Linked DNA regions of Xenopus laevis: region 2 is linked to region 1. Evidence: chromatin contacts called from public Hi-C data. All regions are on one chromosome and are shown on one strand. Each heading gives the region's core, a stretch centred on a gene start, on an enhancer-like site or on the middle of the called end of the contact. The rest is flanking DNA. Distances are from core to core; before and after follow the strand shown.

Region 1 (6,888 bases), core at 1,516-4,015:
AGGGGTCAGTCAGTAAGGGCCCTTAGACCAAAAGAATATAAGGATTGCACACTCATTCTATTTAAAAAGTCACAATATATTGTATCAAACACTTACATGTTATATAGACTGATTGTGCAATCCATATATTCTTTGGTTTGTTATTCATCACGAGGCTTCATTTTGTCGGCCCCCACAGAATTGGCACCTCAGCATTTGTCTTTTGGGTGTGCGCCTTCAAAATTATAGTAAGGGCCCTTACTCACGGGCGTTTAAAGCTGTGCACCCCTGCGCTCAGGTTTATGTGTTCAGCCACAGGGGAGCGCAGGAGTAGACGCGCTGAATTCTTTTCAATGCAGCTGTACTCTCACAGACGCATGTAAACGCCGAACGCAGGAAAAATGCAACATGCTGCGTCCAACCTGCGTTCGTCGCTTACATGCGTCTGTGTGAGTACAGCCCCATTGAAAAGAATTCAGCGCATCTACTCCTGCGCTCCTGAACACATAAAACGGGAGCGCAGCTTCGAACGCCCGTGAGTAAGGGCCCTAACTCAGGTGGGCCACTCCTTAGCAAGGGATCAGTCAGATGCACAGTTGGTTTACTCCCTGGCATGGGGAGAAAGTGGGGGGGTCTGCAAGAGGCACAGGTAGGATCAATTGCTAGCCAGGAGGCTGGTGCAGTAAGACTTCAAGGTGGGTCACATCAGCAGAGGAGGAAGGCCAAGTGGAGGTCGAATTATTAATTGAAATCAGGACCGACCAGCAGCCTATAGCCGTCAAGCCTATAGCCCAATATAATTTCTCCTTTGCCTATATATTACTTTAAAGGAAACTGCCAGTCACGCAGAAAACCCACCTGTCACTGGCGGTTTCTTTCATGTCAGTGACAGGCAGCATAGCGGTGTGTCAAAAGCTACATGTGCACTTACCATTAAACTATATTACCCAGAATGCACAGGGAGAAAGTGCAAATTGGCTTTTCCTGCGTTTAACGCGATAGGGAATGGTTTAGCCAAATACCAATAATTCAATAAATAGTTCTAATTCAGTCTGCACTGGCATATCCAGCCCATACCATTTTACCCTACAGGAGATAGAGAACCTTGAATATATCAGGAACACATCGATATCAGTGATAACTGGTTATTGACTGCCATTGGCTCCAATTGGCTTCTTCCTGGCAGAGGAATAACACGCGCGGTGGTTTGTTTTCCAAAGTTGCCTCACGAGGAGACTGCTCCTTTCTGCACAGCTTGTAAGATTATAACACAACAGGAAGATCATGGGAGAACATTTATATAAATGCATGTAGCAAGCTATAAAAACAATGGCTGAAACTCCATGATTGGAGGGGGTTGACGTTAAAGAAAAACATTTGACAAAGATAAAGGGAAGATGACAAAAAGTAGTGCTACCAGTGAAGGAATTAAAGTACAGTCTACCTGCAGGAGCACAGCTGCACCACATTACCATCCTGGGTCTGTAAGTGAATCCTGCAAAGTCCTAGACATCCTGTGCTATGGAACTTCAAACACAGCCTGGGAGCAAGGCCTGTAAAACTACACAATGGACTGGTGCTGCTTTGGAAACTTAAAAGTCCAGCCTTGCAGGGATGCTTAAACTTTATGCCCTTGCATCAGGGGCCAACAATCACAGTCAACTCTTGATAACATACACTTGCATGTGATTCTGCAGTGTCAGCATACATGGCTTGCCCTATCTCTTTCTCTATGGTAGCTCCTGGTTGTGTTATGGCTTTATTATGGCCCTGGTCCATGCTCTTAACACATGTATTTAGGACAAAATATCTGGCCTTGTAAATGTGAGAGGTCACATCCCAGGGGCCCCGGCACCTGGGATTCATTTATTTGGAAGAGACTGCTAAAGAAAACAGATGCAGCAAGTTCCTTGTTTATTGTGATATGAGAGTGAACAATGAGGGAGAAGCACTGAGCAGCTGGTGGCTGCAAGGTGTTTATGGTGGTGGCTGGGATGGAGACTAGGGATGCACCGAATCCACTATTTTGTAGTTTTTGTGGATTCGGGCCGAACTCCAGAATCCTTAGCGAAAGTTTTGGCTGAATACCGAATCTGAATCCTAATTTGCATAGGCAAATTAGGGATGGGAAGGGAAAACATTTTTTACTTCCTTGTTTTGTAACAAAAAGTCATGCAATTTCCCTCTCTGCCCCCTAATTTGTAGGCAAATCCTAATTTGCAAATTCGGATTTGTTTCGGCCGGGCAGAAGGGTTCGGCCGAATCCCGAAACGAATCCTGGATTCGGTGCATCCCTAGTTGAAACCATAGAGAAAGAGATGGATTCGGAGTAGCACTTCTTCCTCCCAGATAGGGATTCCACCTGGCCGGTAAAAATTATGTTTAGTGCCAAGGTTATTAATAGAAAAGAAAGAAAGGCCGGTATCTTTTTCCAGAAAAGGTGGCAAAATTACACCCAGATAAAGAGCATGAACAGACTATCTTTACAGCTAGGCAATGCTTTTCTAGGTCCCCAATGCCACTTACAGGCCAGAGCATTAATGAATGATCAGAATGCCCTGAACAATGGCTCATATATTAAATCCCTCCCCACTGGAACCAGGGGCAAATCTCAGTGGGCAGCACAATGACACTGGCGTATCTAATCACCTGTGCTCTGTTACAATCTGCTATTTTAAGTAAATCCGTGCCTGGTGCACATGGATCTCTCGCGAGTAAGGGCTCTTACACACGGGCGTTTTATTGTGCGATCCCCTGCGTTGCGCTTTCTTCTGTTCAGCCGCAGGAGTAGATGCACTCAATTATTGAGCTGTACTCACACAGACACATGTAAGCTCTGAGGTGAAATGCAGCATGCTGCGTCCCCATTCTCCTTACAATGTTCATTCTGCTTGCTTACACTTTTTAGTAATGTTTCCAGCAGTAAGGGCTATAAAGTATACTAGCAGCTTAAATTGTAGCTATTGTAATTTAACAGCACCTGAAGGGCCGCAGATTTGGCACCACACCCAAAAGTATAAAACACCCATATTAGCAATACATGTAATGGTTGTACCAGGCACGCACAAAATTCAGTGCAGTCCGCAGCATGCATTTACATTTATGGCTAATAAGGCATTTCATATGTGTACAGATATAATGAAGCTGAGGTTGAAACTGTAGGAGGCGTTGGTTGGGTACCTAGTGTGCATTATTCGCCCATGTGGTTATGAACTTGTTAAAATCCTTCTCCCCCCCCCTCCCCAAGGGGCTTGTAGGTGGGGGAAGGGGGGACAGAGCAGGTGTGTGTGCGGAATGGGCAGTTGGGGGAGGTTTTGTTTGGAAAGGTCAGTGGAGCAGAGATATGGGGAAGGGCTGTGTTTCCACAGCTGATATCTACGGTGAAACAAGGGTATTCGCTGAGCCACAGAGAGTTCACTGTTTGTTTTCATCCCCCTGACCCAGAGCACTTACCCAGACTATTTAAATCCCACTGCTTATAATAACTCTCTAGAGCCTCCCATGCAGTGCATTACCCCCGTGCAGCCTGATGACTCACTAACTCAGTCTGCCCTAAATCCCCCCTCTCCATGGGGCCACAGTTTTTGGGAACCACTATTTACATAAAGTTGGACTGTTTGGCCTTTAACTCTTTGTAGGTAGAGGCAGTTCTTCCTTGCTCAACTCTACCTTATATGCAACAGTCCTTCCCAGACACTATTATCCCACTGCTACTATAGGCACCATCTCTCCCTACTATACCTGCTATCTTACAGTCCCTTCCCAGAGACACTTATCCCACTGCTATTATAGGCACCATCTCACCCTACTATACCTGCTATCATACAGTCACAGTCCCTTCCCTGAGACTATTATTCACTGCTACTTTAGACTCAAAATGAATAAGTAAATATAAAAGGGATGAGACTACAGCATGTAACACAACCAACAGCCCTCAAACTGGTCTGTTGAGGCTACTGTGGAAATAAGTTACATAAAGGTGCTGTGTGTGAGGCCTGAGTTCAGAAAGGAACCCATAGGCCACCTTTAAAAAGGTGAGTTATAGCCGCTTATGGACAAGTGAGTGTCCGCATCAGCACCTAAGTGTGGAAAAGCTGTCTGGGTGAGCAGATGATCCCTGCATGCTGCAGACTGCATTGGTTTATTCAGGATGCTTGAAGATATATATTTAATAGCATATCACCCTATGGATCCAATGTTTGGCTTGAAGGGTGCTAAACTTAGAGGCCACTGAATGAGAGCCACCTAGATCTTTATAAACGGTGGAATTCTCATCATTGGCAACGCTGCAACTACCACTGGTTGTCAGCAGATGTAGGGTACCACAGAAAACACATTTCAGGTTATTATCTCTGTATTAATGTTGGAGTTATTATAGCACCCTCCCCGGCGTATCCTGACAATCTTGTATGGAATATTTTGGCAAGCTCAGTGCCGGCTACCAGCTGTGTCAGGGGCTAACATCCAAAAGGGAAGATCCAGTTTTGATATTCAAGCCTGTGCTTTAAAAGGCCTGACTGTGTTAGTTCTGCAAGGTCCCTGTTCTGAAACATGTAATTGCAGCCAGAGGCCAGGCAGGGAACAAGAGAGAGGCTGTGTGTGACTCATAGAAAGAGCTAAATGTCGTAACAGCCCTGCGGTCTGTCATGTTTGTGTAATCGAGGATCAGCTGCGGTATTTAGGGACTGTCTTGTTATTTGCACAGCAATGGAGTGAATCCATACTTTTTTTTTTTTTTTAAATAAAATTATTTGTCCCAGGGAACTGGATCACACGACGCAGTCATTTTTATTATAGGCTGAATCATGATATGACTGCCGCTACATTGCCTTTAATCCAGACCCTTATCTACAGGCTGCAGGGTTAGATCATAGGGGTATCTGCAAAGTTGTCAAAAAACCACAAGAAAACAGTTGCCCAAAGCCAGTTTAAGGGAGCTAGTACACGGCAGATTCAGGGAGATTTAGTCGCATGGCGAATAATCGGCTCTTCTGAGGGACGTCAATCTCCACAAACTGTTTTCCCCGTGCCACCTGCTATAATGACGAAATGCCAGCGCCAATGCACTCGCGGCACTTCAATTTCCACAAAGGAAACTTAGAGCGACTTTGGAAATTGAAGCGCCGAGAGTGCATTGGCGCTGGCGTTTTGTCATTATAGCAGGCGGCAGGCATGGGGAAGGCAGTTTGTGGAGATTGTCGCCACACAGAAGAGGCGATTAGTCGCCAGGCGTCTAAATCTCCCAGAATCTGCCCGTGTGGTTAAACCCTAAGCACTGCCGAAAGTTAATGAGAACACAATAAAACAAAACAAATAGTCGGGGAAAGGATACTCACAGTTTACCCCAGTCCATAGGTGCAAATCCATAAAGAAACCAAAAAAGTTGTGAGTCCCTCAGTCAATATTGTAAAAAAAAAAAATACAAAAGTTCATTGAGACATGAGAAATAGTGGCCTAACGCGTTTCGTGCCTTTTGGGGCTCTTACTCATAGGCTAGCCTATGAGTAAATGCCCCAACAGGCACGAAACGCGTTATAAAGTTATGTGTTGCAACCTTCTAAGGGATCCCTGGTAATAATGATTTTTGTATACGGATCCGCACTCAAATTTGTGCAATTGGGGATGATCCCCTTTTTTTTATTATATTATCACCACAACAGTATCAACTTTTCAAGGGGGTTTATCCACCCTTCATCAGGATATAATCTCAAGTGCGGCAATCGCATTTAGGTCTCTTACACACGGGCGGTTTTACCTGTGCTCCCCTGCGTTGTATGCATGTATGCACCGAACCCCTGCGTTGTATGCATGTATGCACCGAACGCAGGTGAAATGCAACATGCTGCGTCCCACCTGCGTTTGGCGTTTACATGCGTCTGTGTGAATACAGCCCCCTTGACAATAATTGAGTGCGTCTACTCCTGCACTCCCCCATCCAAAAAGAGTTTAAGTCCATTTGTAATGCTAAAGTCTTTCAATAATGTGTATCAAAACATCTTCTAATTCACCAGAATTTCTTGAATAAATAGTAGAAAAATAGTTAAAAGCATAAATTACACAACGTGGTTAAATATAGTTGTACAAGATTGAAAGCAGATACTCACTACCAGTAGAGTTGTTATTACTACCAAAATCATTTCTCATCTGGAAAAAGACATACATATGTTTTCGAAGGTTCAGTGCATTATTCAATAGAGCAGGCCACAAGTTGCATGGGGGCAAGTACCTTTCTGGGTGGCGCTTGTACGTAAATGATTCTTTAACTCCGCTTGTGGGAATTCCCCCGACAAAGGCCAGGCTCAAGGGGAACAAAACCACAGGATAATAATTATAGATTCCACTCTTAATGTCCTATTAGACAGGTATGTGCAAACACAAAGATATAGGGCATTTAAAGGGCAAGTACAGCACATGTAGCAAAGTCCGTCATTGGGTTTTAGTTACCCTTTACCCTCCAAAAATGTGGATGCCATGGGATAAGGGTGTTGGCAGCTATTGGGGTGCTATAGTATTAAGGGACATTACCTGTTGAGTTGCAATGACACAATTGTACTGGAACAGAGTCAGGTCAGAGCTTCTGGATGAGACGCTAAATGCTGCCAAATTGTGGAGGTGGGAGAGTGAAAAAAGGCGGCAGAACATGGTTAATGCCTCTGGATTAACCTCCATGAGAAATAATCACAGTGCAGTGTCACTGGAGCCCAGATATAAGGTCATTCCAGGATAGTCATATTCATAGTGTGACATTAACTCCTTGCGGCCTGATACTTCTCTCTTCAGAGTAATATGGTCTCTGCTCTCGTTTTGACTCTTGAAATAGTGTCGTTTTTGCACGAGTCAGACCTGGCTGCCAGAGAATATAAACAGCAAGACCGATCTTGATTTCAGTAGCAGTTACATTCACAAATA
Region 2 (6,888 bases), core at 2,398-4,897, 600 kb before region 1:
TGGGTGGGAAGTGAGTAGGAAAGAAAACTTACAGATACCATAGAAGATTATCACTCACAACAGTAACTGCTCCCTTACATTTCCCCCAGTGCAGTGTTAGCCCCTGTCAGGCTCCAGAACAATGGTTTTCCAATGCAGGTGTTCCACATGCCTCCATCATCTTGCACACGGCTCCTGGCCCCCCTACCTATGTAATCCTTTGTAAGGATTTCATCTTTTGGTCTTTGCCTGAGAGCCTGATTACCACAGAGAATTATGGGTTCTATCTATCAAGCTTCTCAATTTTTAATGTGGGAAAATGAGAACATCTGTAGGGAAATTCTATAGTCTGTAAATCTAGATTTGGGAACCCTACATATATGTTAATTTACATCTCCCATCTTAGGCTGAAGCTCTTGTGGGTACTATCTGCTCTAAGGGGGCATAGCATACACGTTTGTGCTTCTCTTGAGATTCATGCTGAAGGTGCACTGTGGTTGACCACCTAACAACAGCTATAACCTAAGCTGAGGCTGAAACCCATATGGAAACCATACCTCCTGGGAGAATCTCTAAGCTGGTAGATATTACATGAATTCCTATTCCCCTTCTCTTGGGCACTGTTGGTGAAAGCTGCTGTTGATGAAAGTGACATCAGACTGAACCAGGAACATGGAAGATGAGTAGATCAGAGGGTACATACACAATGCAACTGTTGCACAATGTTGTCTGTCTGTAATTCATGCAAGCTTAGTTCCCAGGAGCTGATACAGGCAATGTCACACAAGTGGCACAAGGATATCGGAGGAGGAATTCTCCCAAATTGCTTCCAAGAATACTCAGAACCCTGCCATGTTCCTGAGGTTTGGAAATGGGTTTAGACGGCTGAGTTTGAGTCAGTGTGTTCTGGCCGGTTGGTGTGGCAGCTACTAGAGTCACTGGTTAACTACAGTAAATAAATGTATTTTATAGAGTGCCAGAGATGATTCAGTGTGCTAAGGCAAGAACAATGTCCCCAGCCCATTCTTCTGTCCTGTGGTGGAAAAGTCCTGCGTCACTGTTACAGACAGAAGAAATAGACACAAAGGCAACCGTCACCTCCTACTGTAGCATACAAGGATATTATAGCCTCTACATATAAATAAATATATTATATATATATATATATATATATATATATATATATATATATATATATATATATATATATATATATATATATATATATATATATATATATATATATGTAGGGATGTGAAAATCTTAGACACCCTTACACATTACAGACAGGCACATCCCTAGTTATATGGATGCCTAAAAGGTCCTTATGGGGACCTTGTGCTTATGTAACCCCTGTAGTTCACACAGTGTACACCAGATGGCACTGTGCCAGAGTATAAAAGGTTTAGGAACCATGAGGTCAGGGTCCATTGCTTTAGCCCAACCAAGCAGGCTGGAAGGGAATGGGTAGTGTCACCCTAGGTGCCTTGGCCCTAGTAATTAGACAGCTATACTCAATTATAGATCACTCTAGGAGTGATAGAGAGGTTATTTAGTTGAGCAGCTCAAGGCTCCGCCGAGGAGATTAGAGGGATTAAGATCCCAGGGTATTACTGACCCGGAGTAAGGACTAAAGTGTTGAGATAGGGATGGTAGGAATTCCCCTAGTCTGCCACTGGAAGATATTCTGAAAACTGGGCAATACCCATCACATGCTGTCAACTTACTCTCTGCTGTATATTCCCTAGCCTGTGGGGATTTAGCCTATACGTGCTGTGAGTATATGCTTCCTTTATGCTGCTGTGTATGTTCTATACTCCATTGTGGATCAATGTGCTGAATGATCTATGTGCTATTGTTCAATAAACACAGTTCTATGTTCAACCGTTAAAGAACTACTGGCGCCCATCATTGTGCTATCGCACCTAGTTACAGTTAAACTACACCCTTCCTCCACCGCGTTGCGAGGGCTTGCCCCTGAGAAAGAGAGCTCATCTGTGGTATCAGCCCACAAAGGAAAGTAGCTAAAACTGCTCTCACACAAAGCAGTTTACTATAGTGCTATATATATATATATGTATTTATGTTTTTAAATTGTAAACATTTCATTTCTATTTAACTGCAATTGTACAAACTGTAATTTAAGGGGCCATTGTCTAAATGTCAGGCTGGCTTTAGCCTTTTAATCACCTTCTGTATTTCATTATAAAAAAGGGTGCAGCCTGGCAGTGTTGGGGGTGTGGTATATTTTTATTGGGGGTGCTGCCAGGCCCAGATTTGCGGTGAGGCCATAAAGGTTTGGGCCTAGGATGGCAAAATTTTAGGGGAGGCATGCCGCCCAGCCACTTCAGTCCTCGTACAGCACAATTTTGTTGAAACATTTGAGGGTTTAGTTGCCCTTTTAAGGCAGGGAACTTAGCAACCGGGAATTTTTTTTAAGGAATATACAGTACATTTGGGATTCTGGGAATCAGTGGTATAACTAGATGTTACTGGGCCCCACAGCAAATTAATTTTTAGGTCCCCCAACATATCCAGATGTTGTCCTTTTTTTTTTTTTTTTACAAATATATGTTGACATTGCTCATTAATTAGGGCCTCATGGGCCCCCTATACACCTGGACCGCCTTGCAGCCGCAGGGTCTGCTTCTTCTGTAGTTACCCCCCCCCCTGCTGGGAATAGAAGATTTATTTCTGTATGCAGGAGCCTGATCCCAACAGATGAGCCTATTGGGAAGCTTTTACCACTGCATTTATATCAAGGGGCCCAGGAGCTCTTGTTCCATAAAACTTTTTTGGGGGGTCATGCTGTGCTTTGACAATCATTGTTATTATTTGTTTATAATGTGCCAGCATATTACACAGTGCTGTACAATAGAATGGTATATACATGAAACATACAAATTACATACAAGTACTGGCTGATAAAGAGGGTCCTATATAATGGCTTTTACAATCTAAAATGCTACTTATTGAACTACATATGAACCACTGAAGGGAATGTGGGTTGAAATCTACAATATCAACAACAGAGATATCATATGTAAGTAAAGACTGGGATATAGTTGCACAGTAGAGCATCCATGATATACAATATATATTCGGGTGGTTATAAATAAGCATTAAAGGAGAAGGAAAGTAATTTTATACTTGGGGTACCAAAAGCTAGGCACCCTTAAGTGAGTGTATCAGCTCCTCCAGTGAGCATCACAAATCAATCCTCTTTCTACTTCTTCTTTCAGCTTGTGGCTGCACACGCGCAGTAGAGCAAAAGGCTGAACTTTAACAAAATAGCTGGCTATTTCGTTCTTCTGCACATGCGACTGCCCCGGGAAATTTGAAGAGCGAAGAAGCAGAAAGAGGATCCTTCCATGGTGCTCGCTGGAAGAAAATACAGGTTCCTAACTTTTTGCACCCTCAAATATAAAATGACTTTCCTTCTCCTTTAACGGATTTGAATCCGGATTTGAATCTCTAGTCAGTGATGCCAGTGGGCCAAACATTGCCCATTATATTTATTCTCCCTGGATACTGCTTTGGTTCTAGTGAGTCTAAGACAAATGTTTGAATACTGTTATTCTTACTACAAGCTCTAGAGGGCACTGTTGCTCCATGACTAACAATCTTTTCTGCTGAGTAAGTGCTGGCTTTGTCATGTAACCAAAGTGTCTCAGGCCAGCAGGATACACAGGAGGGGCTGCAGGTGCCTTCAGATTTCACTTTACCCATGCCCTGGTGTGCCATTCTGTGTATGGCTCACAGGCAGAGTCAGTGCTCCCTTACCCATAAATGAGATTACTGAGATTACTTGTATGTGAAAACTGCTTTCAAGTAAAGGGTAAGTCGCCCTGCTGCAGGTCCAAAATATTTCTAAGAGCAATGGACCCACTTGTGGGCATCATTTTATTTGTTATACTATTAGGTTGCTTTTAAAATATGACGCCAAGGAACTGAAGCTAATCTGGTCGAATAGGCAGCACGACACAGTTTCCTACAGTTTGCTCCATTCCTGCTGAAGCCTCTGGGTGTTTGTGTTACATCACCCTATTAATATTATTTTATGAGCCGAGGAGATGGGTTTTCTTTCTTTTATATATTATTTTTGGCAGAAGCACCAGGGGGGCCCTCTACCCCAAGCAGAATCACAGAGGGCACGTTTATCAGTCAAGCTGCTTCCCTGAAAGCACTGAGCCTGCAGAAAAACTGCTCAGTGGTATTTACCATGGCATTGACTATTCCAAGGGCAAATAAACCTGCCCTAAAGTAAATATGCTCAACCTATATTTTTTGTAATTTCCCTGCCCCATTTTTATTTTCAAAATATTGTTGTTTTTTTTTGCAGCTACTTCCTATTATTAATATCATTATATTAATAGAGCTGAACTCACCACAGGGCAAGCAGCAGAGCTTGGGTGGTGGGGTCCACAAGGGCCTGGGCCCCTGGGTTTTTTCCTGACACCCTTGCTGTCCCTGTCCAATGCTGAATGGAACCCAATGGCTGCTGGTAATAAAGGGTTGCCTTGTACTCAATGGGCCTGGAAGGGAACCCCTTTGTGAGTTTGAAGGTGAAATATGCAGCAATTATATTTGGGTCTTGAAGAGATATTAAAACCCAGGAGACATTACACTGTCTGCATATCGCAAGATCAAGGTTCTCACAAAAGTCACATAAAGCAGTGAAAGGGCTGAGATGAAAGAATGATGCTTCGGAACAGTTGTGCTGGAGGGAACCGATGATTGTATCTTGGACTGCTTAAAGCAAAACTCAGTCAGTACCTGATGAAATGAGCCCAACAGCTCCCTGGAAGGACTCATAGTCAAATTCTTTGGCTGCAAAATTTGGAGAATGATTGACTGGTGAGACCTTGATGGGAAAGAATTTGAAGTTAAGATGGATACTGTGCTTTCCCCTTGACATTGTGTGGGTATGACTTACTTAGCGCCCATAACATTCCTTCTCTGTATATTTAAGTAGTTTACAGACACTATAGTGTGTGACATATATAGGTAGTTTATGCTGAAAGGAAAATACATTGTCACAGATCATATAAATGGCCATTATTTCAATCTCTTAGGTTAATATACTCAAAGGAACAATTCAGAGCAGTTCATGTATAAACAGGTTACTGGGATTGCAAAAGCACTTTTACTGCCTGAGTGATATATTGGTGCAGGTGTCTAGGCTGTGAGTGTGCCAATATAATGTTATCTCTGCACGTGGCTGTTATTAGCAGTGCATCTAAGATATACATCCCTGCTGCTGATAGCTTAGGGTTATAGGAGTGGCTGAAGGTGGGTGATGGGTGTTGCATTTCAGCAATAACTGGAAGGCTGTTGTGTGTACAACAATGATATAAAGCTGTATTCCCCAACCTTTTTCACGCGTGAGACACATTCAAATGTAAAATGAGTTGGGGAGCAACACAAGCATGAAAAAAAATCCCTAGGGTGCCAAATATGACCTTTGATTGATTTGTTAGCTCCTATGTGGACTGGCAGCCTACACGAGACTCTGTTTGACAGTATACCTGGTTTTTATACAACCAAAACTTGCCTCCAAGCCCGGAAATTGAAAAAGAAGCACCTGCTTTGAGGCCACTGAGAGCAACATCCATGGGGTTGGTGAGCAACATGTTGCTCACAAGCCACTGGTTGGGGATCACTGATATAAAGTGTTTTTTTCCATCTTGCCCCATTGTCACCATGTTGATCTACTGTCTTTCATTTTGTCTCTATATAGCCCTATTACCATTATTTTATATTTCTCTTGCCCTTCTGTCTCTGTTTTCTCTATAGCAACCAAGCTAAAGTACACTTACCTTGTGTCTCCATCTTCCCATACTGTTTCTATCTTGCCATACAGAGTCTCTCTTATCCTACTGTCTCCATCTTGCTTTACTGTCTCTGTCTTGTCCTACTGACTTCGTTTTGCCATACTGTCTCAATTGTGTCCTCCTATCTCCATCTTGTCCTACTGTCACCATCTTGCCCTTAGGTCTTTGTCATACGATATCATCTCTATCTTGTAGCACTTTTTCTTTCTTGTCTTACAGTATCTGTATTTCCCTACTGTCTCTTACATAGTTACATAATTACTGTACATAGTTAGGTTGGGTTGAAAAAGTTCATTAAGTTCAACCCCTCCATATGAAACCTAACATCAGTACTTACACACACTCACATTGAAACCTCCATACATTCACATAAACTGCACAGGACAATATTTATACTAATTTTATATTTTAGTATCACAATAGCCTTAGATATTATGCTTATACAAGAAATCATCCAAGCCACTCTTAAAGGCATTAACAGAATCAGCCATCACAACATCACCCGGCAGTGCATTCCACAACCTCACTGTCCTGACTGTGAAGAACCCCCTACGTTGCTTCAAATGAAAGTTCTTTTCCTCCACTCTGAAGGGGTGGCCTCTGGTATGGTGATCCACTTTATGGGTAAAAATGTCCCCTGCTAATTGTCTATAATGTCCTCTAATGTAAAGTGTAATCATGTCCTACCACTGCAGGGAGAACATGACCACAAAAACTTCAATGAAATAGTACCACCACAGACCAAAGTATCATGAAAAGACAAAAGAATACCTGTTGGGTTTCACCAAATATTACCTTAAGTACTCACCCCTGACCCATACAAAAAAACCTATTTTCTCCAGATTGAAAAGTTTAGGTTATGACAAAGTTATTAAACTTTTTCTGGTCCCTTAAAGAGGAATTTAAAGAACGTAAACTCTTTTTTATGCATAATTCAAGAAAATTAGATTTTTAGTACTTTTACTATATACATTTATAAAATCTGGAGAACTGACCTAGTACATCTTTTCATTGAGTCAGAAGCAGAGAATTGATAGTGACAGATAATGCTTACAATAGCAATTACATTTATAAA

The links. A called contact is a pair of places that touch in the nucleus more often than the background predicts.
Region 2: a contact with region 1 is called in a Hi-C map of the XL177 cell line, with 6 times the contacts expected there. The contact joins two enhancer-like sites. A contact is called at or near these places in 2 of 4 Hi-C or Micro-C datasets (the XL177 cell line and the XTC cell line).

Annotation. Positions count from the first base shown.
Region 1 is chr9_10S:51,375,123-51,382,010 of Xenopus_laevis_v10.1, reverse strand. All of the region lies in intron 1 of igfbp5.S (insulin-like growth factor-binding protein 5), which reads left to right. Among protein-coding and RNA genes, the nearest start is that of igfbp5.S, 7.7 kb to the left of the region's middle. Within about 2 kb of position 2,765, at least 1 of the 7 cell types and tissues checked has an H3K27ac peak or open chromatin away from gene starts, as enhancers often do.
Region 2 is chr9_10S:51,972,465-51,979,352 of Xenopus_laevis_v10.1, reverse strand. No RefSeq gene overlaps it. Among protein-coding and RNA genes, the nearest start is that of tns1.S, 240 kb to the left of the region's middle. Within about 2 kb of position 3,647, at least 1 of the 7 cell types and tissues checked has an H3K27ac peak or open chromatin away from gene starts, as enhancers often do.